Regions from separate parts of the Mus musculus genome. Here all the other regions are linked to region 2. The links are chromatin contacts, called in public promoter capture Hi-C maps. All regions are on one chromosome and are shown on one strand. The core of a region is the stretch at or near the end of the contact, and the rest is flanking DNA. Distances in the headings are between cores, read along the strand shown.

The links. Promoter capture Hi-C pulls out the DNA fragments that hold promoters and counts their contacts.
Region 1: a promoter capture Hi-C map of embryonic stem cells shows a contact between it and region 2. The contact joins the promoter of Tfr2 here to the promoter of Ap1s1 in region 2. A contact is called at or near these places in 6 of 39 promoter capture datasets (cranial neural crest, embryonic stem cells, frontonasal cranial neural crest and 3 more), 1 of 484 Hi-C or Micro-C datasets (embryonic stem cells) and 1 of 115 datasets of contacts at active chromatin or transcription factors (embryonic limb bud).
Region 3: a promoter capture Hi-C map of second pharyngeal arch cranial neural crest shows a contact between it and region 2. The contact joins the promoter of Nyap1 here to the promoter of Ap1s1 in region 2. A contact is called at or near these places in 7 of 39 promoter capture datasets (the C10 cell line, cranial neural crest, liver and 3 more), 3 of 484 Hi-C or Micro-C datasets (all in embryonic stem cells), 2 of 115 datasets of contacts at active chromatin or transcription factors (bone marrow-derived macrophages and pancreatic cancer cells) and 1 of 9 other capture datasets (liver).

The regions. Positions count from the first base shown.
Region 1 is chr5:137,567,368-137,571,842 of GRCm38.p6, forward strand. Tfr2 (transferrin receptor 2) reads left to right here and starts at 2,473. Exons shown (of 20, transcript NM_015799.4): 1 at 2,473-2,567; 2 at 2,705-2,751; 3 at 3,621-3,674; 4 at 3,910-4,156; 5 at 4,247-4,424. The coding sequence starts at 3,642. Actl6b (actin-like 6B) reads left to right here. Exons shown (of 14, transcript NM_031404.5): 14 at 1,939-2,213. The coding sequence ends at 2,019.
Region 2 is chr5:137,042,994-137,047,597 of GRCm38.p6, forward strand. Ap1s1 (adaptor protein complex AP-1, sigma 1) reads right to left here and starts at 3,115. Exons shown (of 5, transcript NM_007457.3): 1 at 3,015-3,115; 2 at 71-249. The coding sequence starts at 3,017.
Region 3 is chr5:137,739,710-137,743,990 of GRCm38.p6, forward strand. Nyap1 (neuronal tyrosine-phosphorylated phosphoinositide 3-kinase adaptor 1) reads right to left here and starts at 1,459. Exons shown (of 7, transcript NM_001347505.1): 1 at 1,342-1,459; 2 at 1-93. The coding sequence starts at 9.

The DNA.
Region 1 (4,475 bases), core at 1,223-3,722, 520 kb after region 2:
GGGTATTAGAAGAACAGACCCCGACAGTGGCCGGTTTTTATTCAACAACTACCTAGGCATGCCTGCAATCCCAGTACTAGAGAGGCTGAGGCGGTGTGAGGATCTCAAGTTCAAGGCTAGCCTGGCCTACACAGTGAGATCCTGTGGCCAGAGAACAAACGGAGCTGTCATTCCTCAGGCACCTTCTACCTTGTTTTTTGAGACAGGGTCTCTCACTGTTCTGGAAGTCACAGGGTCACCTAGGCTGACTATCCGGTAAAGTTTAATCCTCCTGTCTCAGCATCCTTCCCACGGGGATTAAGGATGGCTCTTTTACAAGGATTCTGGAGACTGAACTAAGGTCCTAGCCTTGTTAAGCAAGCACTTTACTTACCTAACCCCAAGCTCTTTAAAACAAAATGTTTTTGGAGCAAGTGCAGCCAGTGAATGCTCTCTAAAGACTGAGGACTTCTTCAGGAGAAAGGCTGGTGAGGGTATGGTTATGGTAAGGCAGCCATAGTCATCGAGGAGTAAAGGGGACACCCTGGAATTTGGGATAGAACGGTGGTCCAATGGTAAGGGGTGCGACATGAGTCTTCCCGCGATCAAGGGGACTGTGCAGAGGAGGCTAAGGCAGAGCCTGCGAGCCCCAGGGATGTGTTTATCTCTCTGGAGCTGGGGATCCAAGTGCATACTATCACACCCAGATTTTTGATGTGGGTTCGGGGGATGGGATTCATGTTTTCAGCTACCCAGAATTCATGGCCAACCTGTGTTTCATGTGAGCCTGTTAAAAGAAAGAGGGGGAGCTGTGGGAAGGGAACAGAAGGGGAAGGGGGAAAGAAAAAAGAAGGGAAGAGGAAGGGAGAGGAGGGGAATGGGAGGGAGAGAAGGGGAAAGGGAGGGGAGGGGAGGGGAGGAGAGAAAACCAAAAGAGATGAGGTTTGGGCAAAGCCTGCTGGGAGCTGATGATGTCAGTTATGGGATCATAGGGAGTTTAAGGTCAAGGGTATTCAGGAGGAAGTAACCAAGACACAGCTGGGTATCTGAGTCGGGAACAAGAGATTGGAGAGTGGCAGGGACAAATGAGGTCACCCAGGAAGGCTGCTCTGTGAGCCAGAGACACCAACCTTCACATGGGGGCTGAGCAGCTATCCATGAAAAAAGACGGTTGGAAGGTCCCGGAAAAAAGCAGCAGGGGAGAGTAGCAGTGAGGTGCCCGGTGGTGTCAGAACGGTGATGGTGGCGCTGGCTGGGGTGGGAGGTGTATGTCCAGCTACTCTGGATGTGGAGGCCGTAAGATCACAAGGTCAAGGTCAGCCTGGGCCATTGGTTGAGACCCTTTGCCAAAATAAAAGGCAAATAAATACAAGGGCTGAAAAGATGGCTCAGTAGGCAAAGCACTTGCTGCACAAGGCATGAGGACCCAAGTTCAGATCCGCAGAACCCAACTTGTAAGGAGAACATTTGTCTGTAATCCCAGGCCTCTTCTTACAAAATGGGAGGAGACAGGCGAAGCCCCAGAAGCTCAAGGCTGGCTAGCCTCTCTACAGAGTGACAAACCTGTATGGTTTGGTAAACCCTGCCCTTTGTACTCCGTGTGTACATGTTAGCTCAACCATCACACACAAACACAGGCACAAATACAACACACATGCACAAAACATGTTTAATCTCAAGTAAGGGGCTGGGGGCGTGGCTCAGTGGTAGACCCCCCCTGCCTAGAATCCCCCAGGGAGGAGCTGGGGGCGTGGCTCAGTGGTAGAGCCTCTGCCTAGAATCCCCCAGGGAGGAGCTGGGGGCGTGGCTCAGTGGTAGAGCAGCCTAAAATCTCCCGGAAGGGGGGGGGCGGGGGGAGGATACAGGTGAGAAATGCATGAAGGCAAGTAGAAAGCCGAGGTGTGGTGGTGTAGAGAGGTGTGGGGTGACGCCTGACAGCTGATGTTGCCCTTTTCTCAGGGCACATTCCAGCAGATGTGGATCTCCAAACAGGAATACGAGGAGGGAGGGAAGCAGTGCGTGGAGCGGAAGTGCCCCTGAAGTTGCCCCCCTCCCCCAAATACCCGTCCACCCCATCCACGGAGAAACGCCAGAGGGGCGTTCTACCAGCCAGAAATCCAAAAGCGCTGAACTCTCCCTTTCCCATTACCCTCTTCTCTCTTACCCACATCTTCTTAGACTGTGATGTTCCTGAGTTGAAAGAAGAAAAAAAAAAAAGAACTTTTATGAAAATCAAGTGTTTGACTTCTTTGGGGGAGAATGGGGGCGTGGGGATCTGGTGAGATGCCAGAGAGAGACACACCTACATTCGTGCTACTCTGGGGCACGAATTTCTTAGGTTTTAGTGGGGTCAGGACTCTGGAAGGACCAGGAAGAGTCTGTACTGAGCTGGTTGTTGGTTCAGGGCTGCTCCAGAAAAGGACGTGCGGGGGCGGAGTCCTCTGGGGCGGGGCCTGGGGGCGTGCTCTAGTGGGTGTGGCCTCAGTAGGCTTTGAGTCTCCTGGGAGCATGGTCCAAGAAACCCAGAGACCTGTTGCTGAGCTGAACTTGGCTGCTGTGTCTTCCCACTCAGGACTCGGCTTTGACAGGCACGAGGCAGGGACTGGGGTACTGGTGAGCCCCTACCTCTCAGATCTTTCTGGACCTGGGTAGGACCCGCAGTTTCCCAGGGGAAACCTGGACCAGAAGTAAGGGTGAGGTGGACCCTGAACTTTCCCATTCACAGCTGCAGGTCCTGGTGTCTTCGTCGCGGCTTGGATTTCAAACTGGAGGGTAAACTGCGGTTATGGCCCTTCATCAAAATTTTAGAGTCGTAGACCCCGAAGGAGAAACACTTAAGTCCTTTAGTGATCCAAGGGGTGCTGGGGAGGACTGTGGCTTGGCCAAGACCTTTTCTGCCCCCCTAACGGTGAGGTGGAAACCCATAGTTTCCTGACTCCAAGACCCACTCGTCGGTTTCTTTTGACCTCTTTACCTCATTCCTAACACTTCCTCCCCAGCAACCAAGCAGATTCCAGACAGACAGACAGACAGACAGCTTTGTGGTCAGATTAAACCACCAAGTCACCCCACTGAGATACCGCTGTTTGGAATCTGAGACAGGGGTTGGGGCAGGAAGACCGGCTAACGGGTTATTTGGAAGGCTGTGTGCTGGGAAAACCTAGCAACCAGACCCAAGAGGTGGGAAGGGGCAGACGTTTTCATGGTGAAACTTCCAAGGGGGCTGGGGACTTTCCCCAAGGACACCCTGAGAGAGTGAAATCAGGGAAAAGGAGGGATTTACCTATATCTCCCCTCCCCCCTCACGTTAAGCCCCCCCATCCCCCAACCTGTGACGGGAACCAAGTTGGCCAAAGTCTGCTCTGAGGTTTAAAAAAAAAAAAATTGATTGTTTTGCAGTCTGCCCGCAACAGTGGGGTTTGTGGAAAGATTGGTGAGAGAAGGCACTGCCCCTTGCGGTCTAGCATGAACCAGGGGGAATGTCTAGAAGGCTGGACTGAGGCCAGACTGTGCCCCCACCCTTATGGGGAATGAGAAACGGCCTAGGTTCAGGCTGCCTGTCAGGGCTGATAAGGGGCCCTCTAGGGCTCCCACAAACGGTTTATCGGGGTTTTGTGTGTGTGTGTGTGGACTACTTGCAGAGTTCAGGAGGGGGCACAAGCATGGAGCAACGTTGGGGTCTACTTCGGAGAGTGGTAAGACCACGGGGGTGCGGAGTTGTGGTTACACACATTAGGTCTTCCTTCGTGTCCCTTAGGCAACTCCCTAATGCATAAGGTTGGCCCCACTGGTCCTCCTTGGGTCCCTCCTCTCCAGCCTCCAGAGCTCCCTTCCTCCTGGCCGGAGTCAGTGACACCATTCTTGCCTAACCCTCAGCCAACTCTTAGGCCCCCTCCCGTAATCTCATGCCTACCTCACCCCTCCACTCAGCAACAGTGGTCCCCAAGACCCTCTCAGACCATCTACAGACGCGTGGAAGGCCCTCAGCTGGAGCACCTGGAGGAGGAAGACAGGGAGGAAGGGGCGGAGCTTCCTGCCCAGTTCTGCCCCATGGAACTCAAAGGCCCTGAGCACTTAGGCTCCTGTCCCGGGAGGTCAATTCCCATACCCTGGGCTGCAGCAGGTCGAAAGGCTGCCCCCTATCTGGTCCTGATCACCCTGCTAATCTTCACTGGGGGTGAGTCTTCCCTCCCTCCTCCTGGGCTGGGGGCATTTCTGGGGTCTAGTAGAAGAGAGCACAAGAGAACCCCATCTTCCCACCTGCCAGCCTTCCTCCTAGGCTACGTGGCCTTTCGAGGGTCCTGCCAGGCGTGTGGGGACTCCGTGTTGGTGGTCGATGAAGATGTCAACCCTGAGGACTCCGGCCGGACCACGTTGTACTGGAGCGACCTCCAGGCCATGTTTCTCCGGTTCCTTGGGGAGGGGCGCATGGAAGACACCATCAGGTAAGATCACAGCCTGGCTGCTGCGTGGTCCAGTGTCCAGTCATCAGCTCA
Region 2 (4,604 bases), core at 1,865-4,364:
GCCATTTGAACCCACAATGCAACTCCAGAGCAATTCCTGCACATCTATAAATAAAGGGACAGAGTGTCACCTCTTATAGACAACTTTGAGGTCCCTCCACTCCAGGAAGCTGCACATTTTGGGCTTTCTAGCCAGGACGACTTGCATGAGCTCTCGGACCATCTTCTTCCTCTCCTTGTCTGAGGTGGCCAGGTACCATTTTTGTAGCCGAAGTTTTCCCTGCCGGCTGAACAGTAGCATGAATCGCATCTGCAAGGGAGGAAGGACAAGAGATGAAGGGCAGAGAAGGGGGTTGGAGCCTCTTTTCCTCCACAAACATACAGCCCCAGACTCCCCCACTGTTCCTTGATACCTTCTTGAAAACCCCTGTCCTCGCTGTCAATGCTGGGTGTCCCCACAAGGAGGATCGTTTTTTTTTCCTGGGGGAAAGTCAAAGAATCTTATGCCTGTGATTTGGGTTCAAATACTGGCTCTACTAGCTCGAGTACAGCCTCAGGCAAATTAATGTATACTAGGCTAGCAAGATAGCTAAATCAGTTACCAAGCCCGATGACCCATGCTCAATACCCATGACCCACATTACAGGAGAGAACGGACTCCCACGAGCTGTCCTCTCTCCACGATCATAATGGAGCAAGCACCCACCCACACACATATGGTAAACTAAATGTAAAAACATTTTATTACACTTATTTGTGTGTGTGTGTGTATAGGTCAGAGGACAACTTTGGGGAGCTGGTTCTCTGCTTCTACTGTGTGAGCTCCAGGGATCAAATTCAGCTCGTCAGTCAGGCTCGGCCACAGGGGCCTTTACCCACTGAGCAGTCTGATTGGTTTTGAAAAGGATTAAGCAGTCTTTAAAGCTCCATTTCTTTATCCGCAGGATAGAAATAATACTTTCTTCTGGAGGTCTTTTAAGATTTGTTATTATCATTAAAGATTTACGTTATGTGTATGATATTTATGTGCCCACATGTATGTGTGACACATGCACGCCTGTTGAGTCCTCCGTAACCGGAGTTATAGATGGTTGTGAGCCACCATGTGGGTGATGGGAATCAGACTCAGGACCTCTGCAAGAGCAACGCATGCTCTTAACTACTGAGCCATCTCTCCAGCACATTTTTATTAGTTTTAATTCTGTGTATGTGCGCATGTGTCTACATAGTGGGTTTGTTCATTTATGAGGGTGCCTGACACACAGTAGGACTTGTAACATGCTAGGTGCTGCTATTTTCCCCTGACCTTCTGTTTCCTAACCCTGTTTTCCATGGAGAAGATGCCTAGCCTCATGATAAGCTGAGGCCAACAGACAACAGTTCTCTGTGTGTTCTTCTAGACGCCATGTCTCACAGACGCCCTACCCGATCCTGCCATAAACCTTCAGATGCCTCTGACTCAATATGGCCTCTCGTCAGTCCCATACCTGTCGATACTCTTCCCTGAGTAGTGTATATAAATAGAACTGTGCTTGGCAGAAATATTCAGATTTTACCCTCCATTTTTCTCCACCATCCACACATTTAGTTCCACATACTGCCTCTCTTCCCAGCTTTTTTTTTTTTTAGACAAGGTTTCTCTGTGTAGCCCTGGCTGTCCTGGAACTCACTTTGTAGACCAGGCTGGCCTCGAACTCAGAGATCTGCCTGCCTCTGCCTCCCTAGTCCTGGGATTAAAGGTGTGTGCCACCACGCTCGGCTTCCAGTTTCTTTAAAGCGTTCTTTTATATTCTTTTACACGTATGTGTGGGGCACCCACGTGCCATCACTTACATGCAGAGGTCAGAGGAGGAGTCAGTCCCCTCCTTCCACCACATGGCTCCTGGGAATGACCTCAGGTTATCAGCCACCCGGACAAGCTGAGCCGTCTCTCTGGCCCTCTTTTCTGTCTTTCTTTTGTGAGACAATGTTTCATGTAGCACAGGCTGATCTCAATTCCCTAAGTAGCGAAGGCTGCCCTTGGTTTTCTGATCTCCCTTTTTCTTACCTCTGAGTACCAGGTTACAGGTGTGCACTCTAAGGCCTGACCTTTCTTCTGAGACATCAGGTGACTGATCACTGGGTCCCTCAGACAGGGGCATAGTCACCCTGGAGGGCTCTCCTAGGGAATGTCTGTGGAATAACTAGCAAGCAGAGTCCTCACTGCTTCCCGCATGGCCCTAGTTTTATTACCAGTTGCAGAGGTTCCTCATTCCATATCCTGAACTCAATTCCCAGCAAACAGCTCTGAGAACATGGCCCGGGTTGGGATATCTGTGTGTGTCCCACACTTCCAGTTTAGCAGGTTAAGTTAAAAGAAAACAACACCCCAGAAGCTAGAAGTAAGTACTGTTGGTGGGGGGGATAGGGAAGGTGAAGAACTGAGGGAGTCCTGTGTAGTTAAGAAAAGGAGGTGACAGCTACAGCAGGAAGGCCTGGGTTCCGGAAAAGAAAATGCCCCGGAGAGGGTGGAGAGCTGGGATTGCCAAAGTAGGGAGTCTTCCAGAGCCTAGGTCCCCGACGGCAAACCCTAGAGCCCACCTGAGCCAGAACTCCGGGTGAGCTGTCAAGGAAGCGAGACAGGAGGTTCACTCCAGAGACCCGGAAACTGTTCCCTCCCACACCGAGCTCTCCATGGGCCATGCTCCAGTGTGGGCCTCAAGGGAAGGGGTTTCGGCGACCTGCAACCATCCCGAGTGACCCCGGCGCCCCAACCTCGTGCCTTCCCTGCGGCAGTGCCTGGGAGGGTCTTAAAGATTCCCAGAGTCCCGAGCGCTTCTCCAGGCTCGGGACAGTCCCGCCACCATTCAGCTCTAGTCCCCTCTCTCCTAACCAGCAAGACTCCTCCCAACCCCTGTCCCTAGTGCCATTTCCAGCTTCCGAGGTCAGCTCTCTCCAGCAGCTCCAGGAAGTGGATCCTTTGCGGACCACAGGGAAGACAGGGCGACTCCCACAAAGGGCAGCCCCCCTCCGGACCCCTGCAGGTACAGCCCACGCCCCTCGGGTCCCCGTCCCCTCCCTCTCCTCACAGCCTACCATCCTGCAGCCTCCAGCCCGGTGCGTCCCTCTCCGGCCACCGTAGAAGCCAGCTCCACTCCCAGTCGGATTCTTTTCTTTTCCCTCCCTCTCCGCTTGAAGCCCCGCCCCAAGGCCTCGCCGGCTCCAAGCACGGACGCATTGCGCAGGCGCCAACGCTGCAGCGACCCACCCCCATCTCATCCGGCGCGCAGGCGGGGCTGGAGGCGGAGAAGCGGAAACCATGGCAACCAGGTCCTTGACTTCAGTTTTGCAAAAGCCTGGTCGTCATGGTAACAGGGCTGTCTTGGTGGGTTGATTGGAGGATGGGAAGGGAGGGGGTAGAGGACAATGAGGACTTCGAGCTTTGGAGCATTTGTGGGGGAAAAAGGCGGGAAAAGGGTGAGAGGTGTATGCACGATCTTTGGAGCTGATGAAGAAGTTGGGAGGAATGATGTGGAAAACATCAGTCAGAGGGTGGTGATGGGCAGGATGAGGGAAATAGAGACCGGTAGGCTAGGAGAATAAAGAGTTCAAGGACAGCTCAGGGTTCCAGAGCAAGCAAGATCCTGTCCCCAAAGCAAACAAGGCAGGTGTGGTGGTGTATCCTGTGATCTCTACACTTGGAAGGCAGAGACAGGAGTTCAGCTGCAGCTACATGGCACGGTCTTGACCACCCAAGGCCACAGAGAGCCTGTCTCCAACAACAACAACAACAACAAAAGTGACACAAAACAGTGCAGATATGATGGTTCGGATTGTAAAGATGTTTCCCCAAACCCACAAGGTGGAAAGAAAGAACTGACTCCTGCAAATTGTCCTCTGACCTCTGTATAAGCAAGCACCCTAGCTTGTATACACCACACACACACACACACACACACACACATATATACACACACACACAGACAGACAGACATGGTCACAGGCAACACAAAATACACTTGTAAAATGTAATCTTAAAAAAAAACTAAACCAGGGATAAAAATCAGGGATAAAAAAATTGTTGAAAATGGGAATACTGTAACAGGAATATAAAGAATGGGAGGAAATTGTAAATTAAGGAGAAAGGGGAAGAAATGAAGAGAATCTTATAGTATTAAAGGGGTGTGGTGTAATCCCCATAGCCAGAAGGCTACAGCCAGCCTAGACTACACAGTGTGGCTCTGTCAAGCAAGCAAGAGTGGGATTCCAGAACTGGGTGTGGTGAGGCAAGTCACAATCCCAGCCCTGCAGAGGCTGAGGCAGGAAGAGCAAGAGGTCATGACCAGTTTTGGGGCTATGGAGGAATATGTGTGTGTGTGTGTGTGTGTGTGTGTGTGTGTGTGTGTGTGTGTGTGTGTGTACCAAACTGGATGTGCTGGTATACACCTATTATGTGATTATTTGGAAGGTACAAGCAGATGTACTAAGATCAAGAGTTCAAAATGACTCTTGACTACATAGCTAGTTCATTTTATGGACTGAGACACAATGTCAAAAAAAAAAATCGTTGAGCAACAAAACAATTTAGCCAGGCATTATTGTGCACATGCCTGTAATCTGGTCCCTGGGGAGGCAGAGGCAAGAGGACTGGTCAAGAGGGTTCAAGGCCAGACTAGGCTATGTAAA
Region 3 (4,281 bases), core at 209-2,708, 700 kb after region 2:
AAGGTTCATGTCGTGGGGCAAGAGGTGGGGGCTGAGGGGCCCTGCTTAATGCCACCAGGCCCGGGGGGCGGCCCTCCCTGGGTCCCGGATCCACTTGATAAAGGGAACAGGTGGAGAGAAAAAAGAAGATATGGTTGGGGAGGGAGGAATGAAAGAGAAAAAGGAGCAGAGACGTGATTTGGGTCTTCAGAAAAGGAAAACACAGGCACAGAATATCCCATACAGTTTAGGGAACCCCTCCCAGACAGGCAGCCATAGAAGTGTGTGTGTCCAGAATCACACACCCTGACAAAGGTGTTTGGAGCCACAGACACTGAGCGATCAGGTTGGCACAGATTCCCATTCTGTGTAAATATATCCCGAACCACCACAGACAGACAGACCTCACAAGCATACAGCAACTCTGTAGGGACACAGCATATTTAGACACACCACAGGCCACAGACATATCTACAAATAGGGACAGACATAAAGGGGCACAGGTAAACACAAACCCAGGAACAACACACACAGACATAAACACCCACAGACACACCCACTGATAGATACACACAGACCTCTAGCACACAAATCTGCTATGGAATTGGCCACACCTACAGACAAGTTGTGCTCAGGGCCTACTTGCGTACATTGCACCCAGCTTGGGGGGGGGGGGAGTTAGGCTTCCTACCCTCTTTTAGGCCCTGAGGCTTAGTGGGGGGTTCATCAGGGCAGGGTGGGGATGCTGAAGGAAGGATGGTGATACTGAGTTGGGCAACTGAAATCCCATCCATCCATCTACCTTCACTCTCCGGAGTCCCCGCTTTTCCAATCCTGGGCCTGGACCTCCGTCCACCTCTATTCCAGCTCCCTGGTCCCTCAGCAATGGTTTCTGCCTCCCTCCTCTTGCTGATAGCCCAAATCAATCTACCTTCTGTCTGCTCCAGGATTTGGGAGAACCCCCGGCTCCCCCCTAGTAGTCCCGCCCTTGAATCCCACCCTGGCGGGGGTCTCCAGTCTGGCCCCATAGCAACCTTCTGGGCTTCGGCCTCCATACCTGCGCTTTGCGTCCCTTCCCCCAAACACACTCTCTCCCTTTCGCCTTCAGCTTCACGTCTCCTCCCTGGAGCCCCTCCTCACAGCCGTCCTCCTCCTTCCCCAGTTTGTTCCAAACCTGGCCTGCTTTAACCCCCCCCCCCTTTTCCATCCAAGGGCCCCAGGTTCCCGGGGCACCCCCTCCTCTTCCCCTTGTCCTGCTACCCTGGGTGTCTCCGCCTCTCGCCCCGCCAATTCCTCCCTACCCGTAGTCCCCCCATCACCACCTCCCCGCATGAAGCCTCCCCAGTTTCTACATCACCGTACCTGGCCTGCCGGGCGCCGGCCCCCCCATGCCGGGCTCCGCCCGGAGCAGGAGGAGGGAGGAGGAGAGACAGAGAGAGACTGGGGGAGCCGAACTGGGCCCTGCCGCAGAGACAGCCCCGCCTCCGGGTCCGCCCCCAGACCCGCCCCCGGCCCCAAACCCACCCTTCCACACCCTCCAAGGGCAGAGCGGGAACGGCGGTGCGGCGCTGCACCAGGAGGTTAGGGTGGAGGGTGCAAGGACTGCGGAGCGTACAGGGGATCTTGAGAGGATGGTCTTGGGGTGTGGGAGTTCCGCTCCGCAGCTTTCGGGCGTCTGGTTCTCGCCGACCCGCGCCCCCTACTCAGCCGTGTTGTGCTGGGTTGGGTCTCCCAAGCCCTAAGCGGAGCGGGGTGCTCAGCGGCGCCCCCCAGCGGAAGCCTGGAGGTCGCACCCACCCGCGAACCCGGTGCGCCTTAGTGCTCCCGGGTGGGAGGCTGCGGCTGCGGCCCCTGGGTGCTACCAAGCGGTGAGGCGGGCAGAGGGACTCCGAGTCGCCTGCCTGGAGATCAGCGCATCTGCTCAGCAGGGGGCGTGCTCCCTTGGCTTAGTCCCCGCCGTGCCCCCACCCTGCCACCCCGCCCTAGGTGCGGGGAGGGCACGAGAATTGGCTGGCGGTGCTGGGCCTCCTCCCCTTGCAGCCTCCCAGGCGCCCGGACCTTGTTCCACCGTGTGGGGCTCAAAGTCTTCCGCGCGTCCGCCCCCGCGCTCCAAGTCATTCCTTACTAACCTTTGACTCCGTGGGCGCCGCCCGCCAGGATCTGAGCGCACCAGGTTGGCCCGTGCGGGAGACCACCAGGGGCACCACCTGGGAGTGGTTAGGGATGTGACCTCACCCCTCCCCTCTTTTGACCTTTTCTCATCAGAGCTCTGACAAATTCCTTACGTGGATAGCTTTGTGGTTGGGTAAATTAGCATCGAGAAGACCTCTGCTGTATCCGCCAAGGACTGGGGGGGGGGGGGGGGGGGGAGATATCCCCTGCAAAATATGCACATCCTAATCCCTGGTACCTGTGGACGCTTTTCAATGCGGCAAAATCTATGCAGGTGTGTTGTGTGGCCCCAAGCACATCCCACTGCTTGTCTGAGCCATGTCTCATTTCACACTTGCCTCGATTAACCTTACTGAGGCTTGACACGCTGCGGCACACACCTGTGATCCCAGCATTCCTCAGGTAGAATCAAGAGGCGCTTCAGTTCAAGGTCATCCTCTGCTACACAAGTTCAAAGCCGACCGTGGCCTACATGCGACTATAAATAAAGACCTTAGGAAGGAAGAGGGTTGTAAGCACTTTGTAAACCAGCAGCCTATATAGGGATCCAGTTTGGAGGAGTAAGGGTACGTGGGAAGCTTGTTTCCTGACTGCAGCTACTACAGCCATTTTTACTATGGCGAAAATATGACAGACAAGACGAGCAAGACTGTGGCTTTTTAAAAATTTTCAGACAAGGTTTCTCTGTGTAGCCCAGGCTGTCCTAGAACACACTCTGAAGACTAGGCTAGCCTACAACTCAGAGATCCTCCTGTCTCTGCCATCGGAGTACTGGGATTAAAGATGTGTGTCAGCCGGGTGTGGTGGCGCACGCCTTTAATCCCAGCATTTGGGAAGCAAGGCAGATTTCTGAGTTTAAGGCCAGCCTGGTCTACAGAGTGAGTTCCAGGACAGTCAGGGCTGCACAGAGAAACCCTGTCTCGAAAAAAAAAAAAAAAAGATGGTGTGTCATCCATCTACATCTGTCTCTGCGCCTCTGTCTCTTTGTCTGTCTCTGTCTGTCTCAACATTTACCTAACCTTAGAATGTGGTCCGAGGGACTAGGGAGCTGCTCGGCAGCACATACTACTTTTGTGGAAGACTACAGTTCAGCTCCCAGCGCCCACACTGAGTGGCTCACAACTCCCTGTAATTCCAGCTTCAGAGGATTAGATGCCTGGCCTCCTCAGGCACCCGTACCAAATGGGCACATTCCTACACCCAGTCACACATACATACACATAATAAAAACAAGCCGTAAGACAGGCATGATGGGGCATCCTTTAATCAGCACTAGGGAGGCAGAGGCAGGCGGGTCTCTGAGTTCAAGGCCAGTCTGGACTGCAGCTCAGCAGGAAAGCATTTAGCTAACATGCCTGGGTTCACTCACTAGTACCAACACTACCACAATAATAGAGGTGATGAGAACTTTCCATGAGTTTCAGGTATGGTGGCTACGTTTGTGGTTCTTGAACTCAGATGTAGTAGAAGGGTTAGGAGTTCACCTGGCTACCAGCTTGGGCTACTAAAACCTTATCTTAAAAAACTTATGTGAAATCTGGGTGTGGTGACGCATGCCTTTAATCCCAGCACTTGGGAGGCAGAGGCAGGAGAATTTCTGAGTTCGAGGCCAGCCTGGTCTACAGAGTGAGTTGCAGGATAGCCAGGGCTACACAGATAAACCTTGTCTGGAAAAGCCAAAAAAAAAAAAAAAACCTAAAACAAACCAAAAAAAACCAAAACCAAACAAACTTATGTGAAGCAAAGCAAGGAGTCTAGGTATTCCCATAGAATCCTAATTCTGCCTTAGAAAAATAATGGAATGCCTCTGAGCCTCAGTTTCTTTCATCGAATATCTGCATTCATGCCATTGTTCTTCCCTATGGGATAAGGTGAAGGCTTAAATTTTTATTTTATTATTTATTTATTTATTGCAGAATCTTAAGTAGCCCAGGCTAGCCTCTTATTCACTATGTCCCAAGACTAACCCTTCAGGTAGTTTGCTGATGCTAGAGATGGAATCCAGGGCTTTATATATGAGGTAAGCACTCTACTAAACTATATTCCCAGCCCAACCAAGGGTTCTTTCTTCCTTTTTTCCCCTCCTGTCTGTCTGTCTGTCTGTTACTGTTGAAGCAGGATCTCATGTAG